2 separate regions of the Anser cygnoides genome follow, and region 2 is linked to region 1. A link is a contact called in public Hi-C data. All regions are on one chromosome and are shown on one strand. Each heading gives the region's core, a stretch centred on a gene start, on an enhancer-like site or on the middle of the called end of the contact. The rest is flanking DNA. Distances are from core to core; before and after follow the strand shown. Region 1 holds the start of NCK2 (NCK adaptor protein 2). Region 2 holds the start of SULT1C4 (sulfotransferase family 1C member 4).

The links. Hi-C and Micro-C count contacts between places; a contact is called where the count stands out from the background.
Region 2: a Hi-C map of liver shows a contact between it and region 1, with 8 times the contacts expected there. The contact joins the promoter of SULT1C4 here to the promoter of NCK2 in region 1. A contact is called at or near these places in 2 of 7 Hi-C or Micro-C datasets (both in liver).

The regions. Positions count from the first base shown.
Region 1 is chr1:145,052,843-145,057,211 of Taihu_goose_T2T_genome, reverse strand. NCK2 (NCK adaptor protein 2) reads right to left here and starts at 2,347. Exons shown (of 6, transcript XM_066984773.1): 1 at 2,025-2,347; 2 at 375-467.
Region 2 is chr1:145,988,835-145,993,203 of Taihu_goose_T2T_genome, reverse strand. SULT1C4 (sulfotransferase family 1C member 4) reads right to left here and starts at 2,319. Exons shown (of 12, transcript XR_010826933.1): 1 at 2,174-2,319; 2 at 1,712-1,807; 3 at 1,069-1,246. LOC106041643 (a long non-coding RNA gene) reads left to right here and starts at 3,389. Exons shown (of 3, transcript XR_010826940.1): 1 at 3,389-3,506.

The DNA.
Region 1 (4,369 bases), core at 1,098-3,597:
AAGAGCCATGGCTGAGAAACCACAAGTCCTCTCAAACAGAAATCATTTTCTAGAACATCCGTAACCATCAGATTCATAGACATCTTGGTTTTGATTTTGATCCTGCAGCAAGTAAATTGATAGAGCACCTGCCTCTGTGAGTCTGGAGCAGGTTTTATGCTTGTATGGCATGAAAAAGAAGGACACTTCAGGTAGTTCTGCTGCTGCTCGAGGCTATGACCAGCAAACGATACTGCCCAAACATCGCTTTTGAGTCACTACTGTAACTGCTAAGGAAAGCCATGAGCACCATGAGAAAAGGAATAACAAATGTCAATAGCAACACCAAGATAAAAAAAAATACAAAGGCTGGAAACAAAGCAGATGCTGCTGACCTTGTCCTTCTTCTTTAGCACACAGTTGATGTGACGTGACACATAAGAGAGCAAATACCTTTCCTTAACGCTCCCAAGCAGCTAGGCAGGAAACTATAGAGAAAAGAGAGGAAGGAGAAAAAAGGGATAAGTTCCCTTTTCATTGCAGCAGCAAGGCAAAGGCTGAAGTTTGGGATTTATCATATATTCAGCAGCAAGGACATAATAAAATCAACCATCCATTCAATCAGTGACTAACTCTGCTGTTGGTTTTGGAGAAAAACAGCAAAAGAGATCCTGAGTCCCACTGTACCACAACAGAGATCAGAAATATCATCTAGCAGAGGTAAAAGGCTAGTACAGCAGCTAACAGCGCAGTGACAGAAAAGCTGCAAGGAGAGCTAACGTTGCAATGAGTCTATATCTGTTTCATGGCCTATATTAAAATATTTGCTAATTACTGTCTTGATCTTAGCAGTACAGGTGCCTTCTGTCTCTACGTTTACTCGCTGCTCCCAAAAGCGACATCTTCTGTCAAAGTTTCAAGAAAGTCAGCTACGAGGACAAGACCGCTTAAATCGACCGGGGCCAGCCCTGAGACTTCAATATCCAGAGCTGTAAACCCGGGTATTTCCGAGAAGCTACAAAGTAATTTTCCTCCAGAAGCTCTAATCCTCCCTCCCGCACACGCTGTGCCCCTGCCACCATCTACGCGGTGCTGGCTGCTGAAGATTCCTCAAAAGCAGGAGGAGAAGCAGCGCTCTCAGGGAGACATTCCTGCCGAGCTCCTGCCCTGCCAGCCCTTTCAGATTCCTCCATGTTAAGCTCCCGGCCCCGGCTCTCGATGACATAAGGCACGCGTGGCTAGGCCGGGGAGGTCCGTGTTTATGAAGGCCACTCGTGGACGACGAGCCCAGCTCTCCTCCGTCGGCCGGCCACGAAGGCGGCGTGTTCCCGGGGAGCAAATATTGCCTCACGGCACACAAAAGGAGCGGAGTCCGGCTAGGGGAGGCACGCTGGGAAGCGATCAAGTTTGAAACTAACAAAAGAACAAGACGGCGGTGAGCGGGTGCCGCATTTAATCCACGGAGGCACCTCAAAACCCAGCGAGGCGGTGGGGCACCCTGCTTGTGCCTTGCCCTGGGGGGGGGGGGGGCTGTTAACTTTTGGGGTTTTAAAGCTTTCTGTCGTCCCGCTCACGGCGAAACCCCACGGTTTTGGGTCTTACGTTGTCCCGCTCATTGCTTTTTCGGGCTTCTGAAGTGGAAGCTAGGGGATGGAGAGAGGGCTGGGGGGGGGGGGGGGGGGCATTGCGAGAATATTCCCCACCGCCTGCCGCCTTTCACCCCTGGGACGAGGACACGGCCCCATCGGGGTCCCCCTCACGGGAACTTTTAGGGGGACGGCGGCCGGCCCCCCACCCAAAGGACCCCCCAACCCCCCCGGGCCAACTCCACTCGCCTCCCCCGGACACAAAGCGGCGGCTGTCGGGGGATGGAGACTGGGATTAGGATTAGGATTAGGACTGGGATGGGGGGGGGGGGTCACCGCCCGCCTGCCCCCCCAAGGGTGACACCCACCCCTCCCCCCGCCGCCATGCCCCCCCCCCCCCCCCGTTCGCCACAAGTTTGCGGCGCGGGGCCCGTCCCGCACCGCCGCCACCGCGCTTACCTCGGCTCGGCCCGGCCCGGCCCGGGCGGCGGGGAGCGGAGCGGAGCGGAGCGGAGCGGGGCGGGGAGGAGGCTCCCAGCCCGGGCGGGCTCCGCTTCTTTGTCTCCTCGGCGGCGGTGCCCGCTCGCTCGCTCCCCCCCCTCCGCTTCCCTCTTCCCTTCCCCGGAGCGGATGCGGGCTGCGTGCTCCGCTGGGGGCCGGCTCCCCCCTTCCCTCTTCCTCCTCCGGACGCGTCCAAGGCCCCGGCCCTCGGCGGCTCCGGCTCCTCCGCTCCCTGCCCGCAGCGCCCGGCGGCGGCCCCGTCCCCGGCCCCTCCTCCGGCAGCCGCCCGCCCGCCCCCCCCCCGGCACAGGCACAGCCCCGGCCCCAGCCCCCGCCCCCGCCCGGCCCTTCCTGCCGCTGCCGCTGCCGGGATGGCGCGGGAGGAGCTCCCCGGGCTCCCCCTGGCGCTGCGGGAGCGCCGCCCTTCCTCCCCCCGCAGGAAGGCCCGGACGAGCCGTGCCGAGCCGTGCCGAGCCGGGCAGGGCAGCTCCGTGCCCCCCCGGGAGCGCTCGAGTTGAGGGGGGCACCGCGGCACACGCACCCCCCAACCATCCCCCCCCGTGTTGAAGTTGACGCCCCGACACCCCCTCGAAGTTGAGGGGGGCTTGGCCAAAAAAAAAAGCCCCAGCCGCAGGCTTGTGGTCATCCCAAAAGCCGCCGCACACCGTGGTGTGGGTCATCCACCAGTGGCCAAACGTGGGAGGTCCCACAGATGTCGAAAGGGTGATGTGGAGGGATGAGATGGCGGTGCCAGGTACGGCCTCTGTCGTGCTGCCAGCCCCATCCCACCCCCACAGATCTACAGAGTAATTTGGGTTGGAAGGGACCCCGAAGATCACCCAACTCCAACCCCCTGCCATGGGCAGGACACCTCCCACCAGACCAGGTTGCCCAAAGACCCCATCCAGCCTGGCCTTGAACACCTCCAGAAATGGGGCACCTCCACCCCTGGGTGGGTCTGTGAGGTGGTGAGCTACGAAAGGTTTGGCCTTGTGGAGGTGGCCACCGGGTCCAGCAGGTAGAAAGCCACATGCAAATCCAAAATACACTCATCAGTGCCGAGAAACCGCTGTCCTGCTTTCCCCGACCAAGGAAAAAAAAAAAAAAAAGTGGGGATAACCTCATGCAGATTTTCAACTCTACATATACCAGTTACAGAAATACATGTCCCGAGACTGACCTGTGTTTCTATTTGAAATATTTCAGAAATCTTTGAATAATTCCCTCTTCCCCTTCTTAACTTTTACATGTTCTTACAGCGTTTAATTGATGGTTTTGGCAGCCCTGGTTGCCTTTTGCATGCCTGCTAGATAAAACCGAAAGAAAAGCGTGGCCTCTTGTTTCTTCCAAGACTTAGTGTGCACCTCAGGGAGGGACAGAAAGACTCAAGCCCTTTTGTACACACATTTGACTGATTCAGAGGGTTGTTAATCTCCCCTTCTGAACAATAATCTGACCCTGCTTTTTGAGAGCTGGGAAATATTTGGGGTCCCAGGAAGGGGAATTGCACTCTGCTCCACAGCCGCCACCTCACCATGAGGTGAGGCCTCGCTCCAGCCTCCCTCCAGGCTTCAGCCTGCGAAGGATTACACCAAATTTAGATGAGGCTGGCTGTTGAAGTACTTTTGGAAACACGTCTTTTGTTCCTGGAATAAAATACACTGTAGAGGCAATAGTAGAGAGGTGAATAACCCAGCTCTAGTTCACATTTATAATGCACAATCAGGTTTTTTTGTTTGTTTTGTTTTGTTTTTAGTTTTGTCCCTCCTTACCACAACTTGCTAATTTCATCATGCAAGAATCTCCTTTTTTGTCATTTTTTCTACAATGCCGCCGAGCTGAGGCTGTGCAGGGGAGGGTGGCAGGACGGTGCCAAGTCTCCAGTCCAAAAGAGACCTCCAAAAGTGTCCAGCAGCATAACACACCAGTAGAGTGTGGCAGTAGAGTAGGGCAGTAGAGCTCAAAGCTTCCCAGGTACCTAAAGAAACAAAAAATAAAATAAAAACGATGAAGCACACCTAGCTCAGGCAGATTAATGCTAATAGGATTTATGGATGAAAAATGTTCTGAGACAGGATTTGAATGAAGACATTGTCTTCAGGCAAAGGACTAATTTGAGGACTCTGAAGCATACTGTTGTTAAATATATTTAATTACGTTAAGAAATGATCCATTAAAGCTGGTTTTTCCATACTGTGGCTTATGACAAACAGAGGACACCGTAGAAAGGGATAGGAGTGGTATGTTGAAGGGTGCTCAGATTGCCTGCTGGAAGTATCCTTTTGTTTCGCCAACAAAAAAAG
Region 2 (4,369 bases), core at 1,070-3,569, 940 kb before region 1:
TTTCCCCTATAGCTGTGGTCACTGGGTTAACTACATCTCGTCTCAGGTACTGTATCAGGTCATCTAGGGAACAGACTAAGGGATATCCTAGAAAGCAATGTGGGCAGGAAACTCAGTCCTTAATATGATGCTTGAAGTGTGCAGTTCTGGCAGATAGAAAATAACGTCAAATGGACTCCTAACTTTATTTCTTCTCAGTTCAATGGCTGGGATATTTCAATCCAGGCTGATTAAAATAGTATGCTTTTGCTTTCAGTATACTAGAAATAAGTTGAAAGCTTTCAGCAAAATCTATTTTTTCCTACCTTCAAAAGTAATTAATTTTCAGTAATAATAATTTTATTTTTCCTCTGCTGGAAACAACACTTAAAAATTCTTGCTAATTCAAGTCATTAATTTTTTATGATCATCAAATGTTACCCAGTCTGTTCTTGAATCCTATAAACTGTACATGATTTTGTTCATCCAACATTAATATTGATGCCTGTTATTCATTGTTTTCCTTTATATAAATATAAAGAGCCTAACAAAGAAGAGAAATATTAACAAGTTAAGGGTCCAATTAATACATAAAAATACAAATACCAGATAGCTAAGATTAATGGTGGGTATTTTAATGGCTGAAATTATTAAGTAAATTTGGTTATTTCTTTAAAATAAGTAACCTGTTTCCAAGTATCAGTACTGGTTTACGCCAAGTCATTTGCCATATTCATAATACAATTCATACTTGAACGGTTTCTATTATTTCTTAGTAAATGATAATTTATACCAAGCTTCTTTAAATCTTGTAAAAGTTTTACAGTACATTAATATGTATGTATATAATCTAAATCAAAGGAAATATGTAATTAGACTTTGATGGTGTGAACTTCAATAGTAATACACTGATATTATTTCTGCCAAAGAAGTCAAAAGTAGGTCACCACATCTGACAGAGCTTGACATCTTTAAAATATGTCTATTTTGGGATTAACAAATATCAGTCACAATAGAATAATATAATTTTCCATTCCAATAGTAAGAACTATCTCAAACTTTTCTATTCTATTTCCTCTACACACAAACCTGCTTTTGCATAGGTTGCAATGAGAAGATCGTCAGGTCTGGCTTTGAAGTTCCACACTTGATCCCATATGCTGTATACTGGTTTTGTTAAGGGAATACCTTCCAATTCACACAGCTCAGTTTGGATCATTTTATCTTCCAGATGCAATTTTTCCATTTTATCCAGGGCCATTGTGTCCTGCACGTGGAATGAAAAGCTTGGAAATTAATGTTTGCTCTGAAAAAAACACCCAAATTTACTCACCCATTCTCAGGTTCTCTTTTACTGAATGAATTCCATATCCTCTGATTTCTTTGCCTATGATTTGACCTATCTGGGTCCATATTTAGGCTCCTTAAATCTGGATCTAACTTTAAGAAACGCTTGGCATATTGCTGTTGGTAACTCTCAGCATCTTTAAAAAACACTCCATTTACTCCGATACAGAAAGAGAAAAAAAATACATTCTTTCTAGCTTTAAATATTTTAGCAAACATGTTTGTGTAAAATGCTGACTGTAACAAAAAAAGTCATCAGGGATGTGATTCAAAAGAGAACAGAGCCTAAAAGCTCCCACTGGAGTCAGCACATAGGACCCAACCCTTCTTTCTTAAAGAAGAAGAACAGAAACTCCTGATAGCATCTTTTGGGTCTCATACTCACAAAAAATACTTGCAGGGCTTTTCTGTGTTCTGTTCCTGGAGCTTTTCACTCTTAGGATTCTTTGCTGAATATTGGAATTTGTTGCAGATGAATAACCTGAAACAGATAGATGATTAACTAAAGGTTGTTATACATTAATTATTCAAATTGATCTAGTTAAATCTAGTGCTGATCTTGCAGTTTTCCAGTAACTAGTTACTGTTTTCAGGATTTCTCTTGGGGAATATTTTAGCCATAAACTTCAGAGCTCCAGAATCTGGTCAGAGGGAAGTTCTGCTTAAGAGGAGACTACACAAATAATCTCAATTACAAATATCAGTCAGAAAAGACAAAAGTCAGATTTAAATCTCAACAGCAAACATTGCCAAAATGCTTTCTTTAATTTTCTTATTTACTCACACCTGTTTTCACATAGATTCTGTTGAGCAGAGCAAGCGGTTGGGTTGGTGTCTGGGCACTTACCCAAGAAATTAAAAAAAAAGAAAAAGGAGAAAGAAACTTGGCAGAGAATTTCTCATGCTTGAACGTCTTCAGTCCTGTGCTGTATCGATGACTGTGCACCTGCTTAGATCTTCAGGCAGAAGTAGGATGAAAGCTTGGGTGGAGTTTCTGTTCCTCCTATGAGTGTAAGGAGAGCAAAGGAGGAAATACAACACCGAACAACCCCTGAACATTTTTTTTTTTCCTGGCTTAGTTTATGACTATATTTTAATCCTGTGAAGGAAAACTACTTTAAATTCTCATGTAAAGTATGATTCTTTGCTGGCAATATTAGGTGTTGGCTAATACCTCCAGCAAGATTATTTTAACTTGTCTGTGTTGATGTCAGTAGTCATGGAATAATTTATTTTTTTTCCTAATGTTTAATCTAAGTTGCTAGAATAGTTTATTATTTGTGAACACCTAAGATCAACAGGACTGAGTGAATTGAAAGAAACTTGGTTCATTTTTCACCATATACTGCACAATGCTCATTTAATAGATGTGGACAGTTTCATTGCTGGGGCAAGTTGGTTTTGATATAGAGAGGTTTCTACACAGGCTTACTTTTCAGCTAGCATGACTAGGGGATTTGGGATCACTGCATGTGAGGTAATGTTTCTTTATAAAATTTAAGTCCCTGCCTATCTTTATATGAGGTTCTGGGAGAGAAACGGCATGCTGCAGATCAGCCATAAACAGCATAGTAACACTGGCTGCCAAAAGACTGCCAATGTCACTTTAATATCTAGTTCCTTGCTGTTGCAGACATCCTGAAATGTTCGAATGCATTGGGAAAAGCTGTCCTTTTTCTGAGGCAAAAGGGAGGTCACTCCAACTGAACTCGAGCAAGTTTGAATGGAAAACTGTTTTGAGACAGCATTGTTATCAGGCATCGCTTCTGTGTTCCACTGAAGGCATGCAAGCACTGTGAGGCCTCAAGCTCCTGTTTGCTCATCCTTTGGGTGGCCAGGCAACATTTTTATCTAAAAAATTTTTCTGTTGTCTCATTTTTAAAAGATAATTCATACATCCAAATCAGAGGAGGATGTGGCCATCCTCGCACAAATCTGACCCTTGTATGGTGGACTAATCAGCAATCCACCCCTCAGTCCACATGCAGTTTACCCTTCCCAGAGAGTTTATAAATTACAGGTTACATTAGTGAAGTGGGCTTTTGTACAAAGCCCAGCAGAGCCGACATGGACTGTTCAAGATTGCTGGTTCATCAAATATAATGCTTTATATAGGCTCCCAGTACAGAGGAGTACATAGTAAAACTGCAGATAAAAGAACAAGGACAGGAAGAGAGAAGGTGAGTGCAGGATACTGCAAACAGAACAAGACAGGTAGGGCAGATGTGCAATTGTGAGAGAGAAGGGGAAAGAGAAGGACAGGGTGATGGCTTTTCCCATGTAAGTCATAGCATACAGTTAGTGGGTCTGCTCCAAGGAGATGGGAACACACACACCAAATTGGCAGCATTCCCTATGCAATTTCAGGAAAGGTTTCCAAAGAATCGGGAAACAAGCAAAGAAACTAGGAAAGAAGTCAAAAGACTTCTCAATTGGTTTTAAGCCATCTACTTCATTGGCTTTTTTGGCTCTGACATGATGGTTTTGTTCTGAAGGCTGACAACACCAGATCTAAAAAATAACACAGAACAAGCACAGAATATGCTTTAAGGCCTAATATTTCTTTTTCTGTTTTGCACATCATTTTTATGTGGCTGTTATTCTCGAGCTCTGTAATCAGAGGCCTTGCCCTTTTCCCCACTACAGAAGCCCGTGTTGATTTTGCTAATCTTTCTCCTACCTGCATGTGAGGGTTCATTTGTTAATTCAAAATGGTGTTTATGATCCTCCTAGTTATGCAACTATCTTGATCATGCAGTAATCCCCAAAGTAAGTCAGCTGAATTTCCTCTCTGAACAAAGAAAAACCCAAGAACTCTTTATCAAGGGGCTCTCCTTTATTGCAGCTGTGAATCTGAGCAGCCTGTGAACAGCGCTCTGTGCCAGATAAGCTCTAATTGGGTCAAAAACTCCACCAGCAGCTTTAAAACTGCTTACAAAGTAGGCAATGGGTGATGGATTTCTCCTGTGGTGAAACAGGGAGGTGAGAGGGGAAAAGCCAGCCCAGAGACTGAGTTTTTATATCAGGATCATGTTTTTACTGG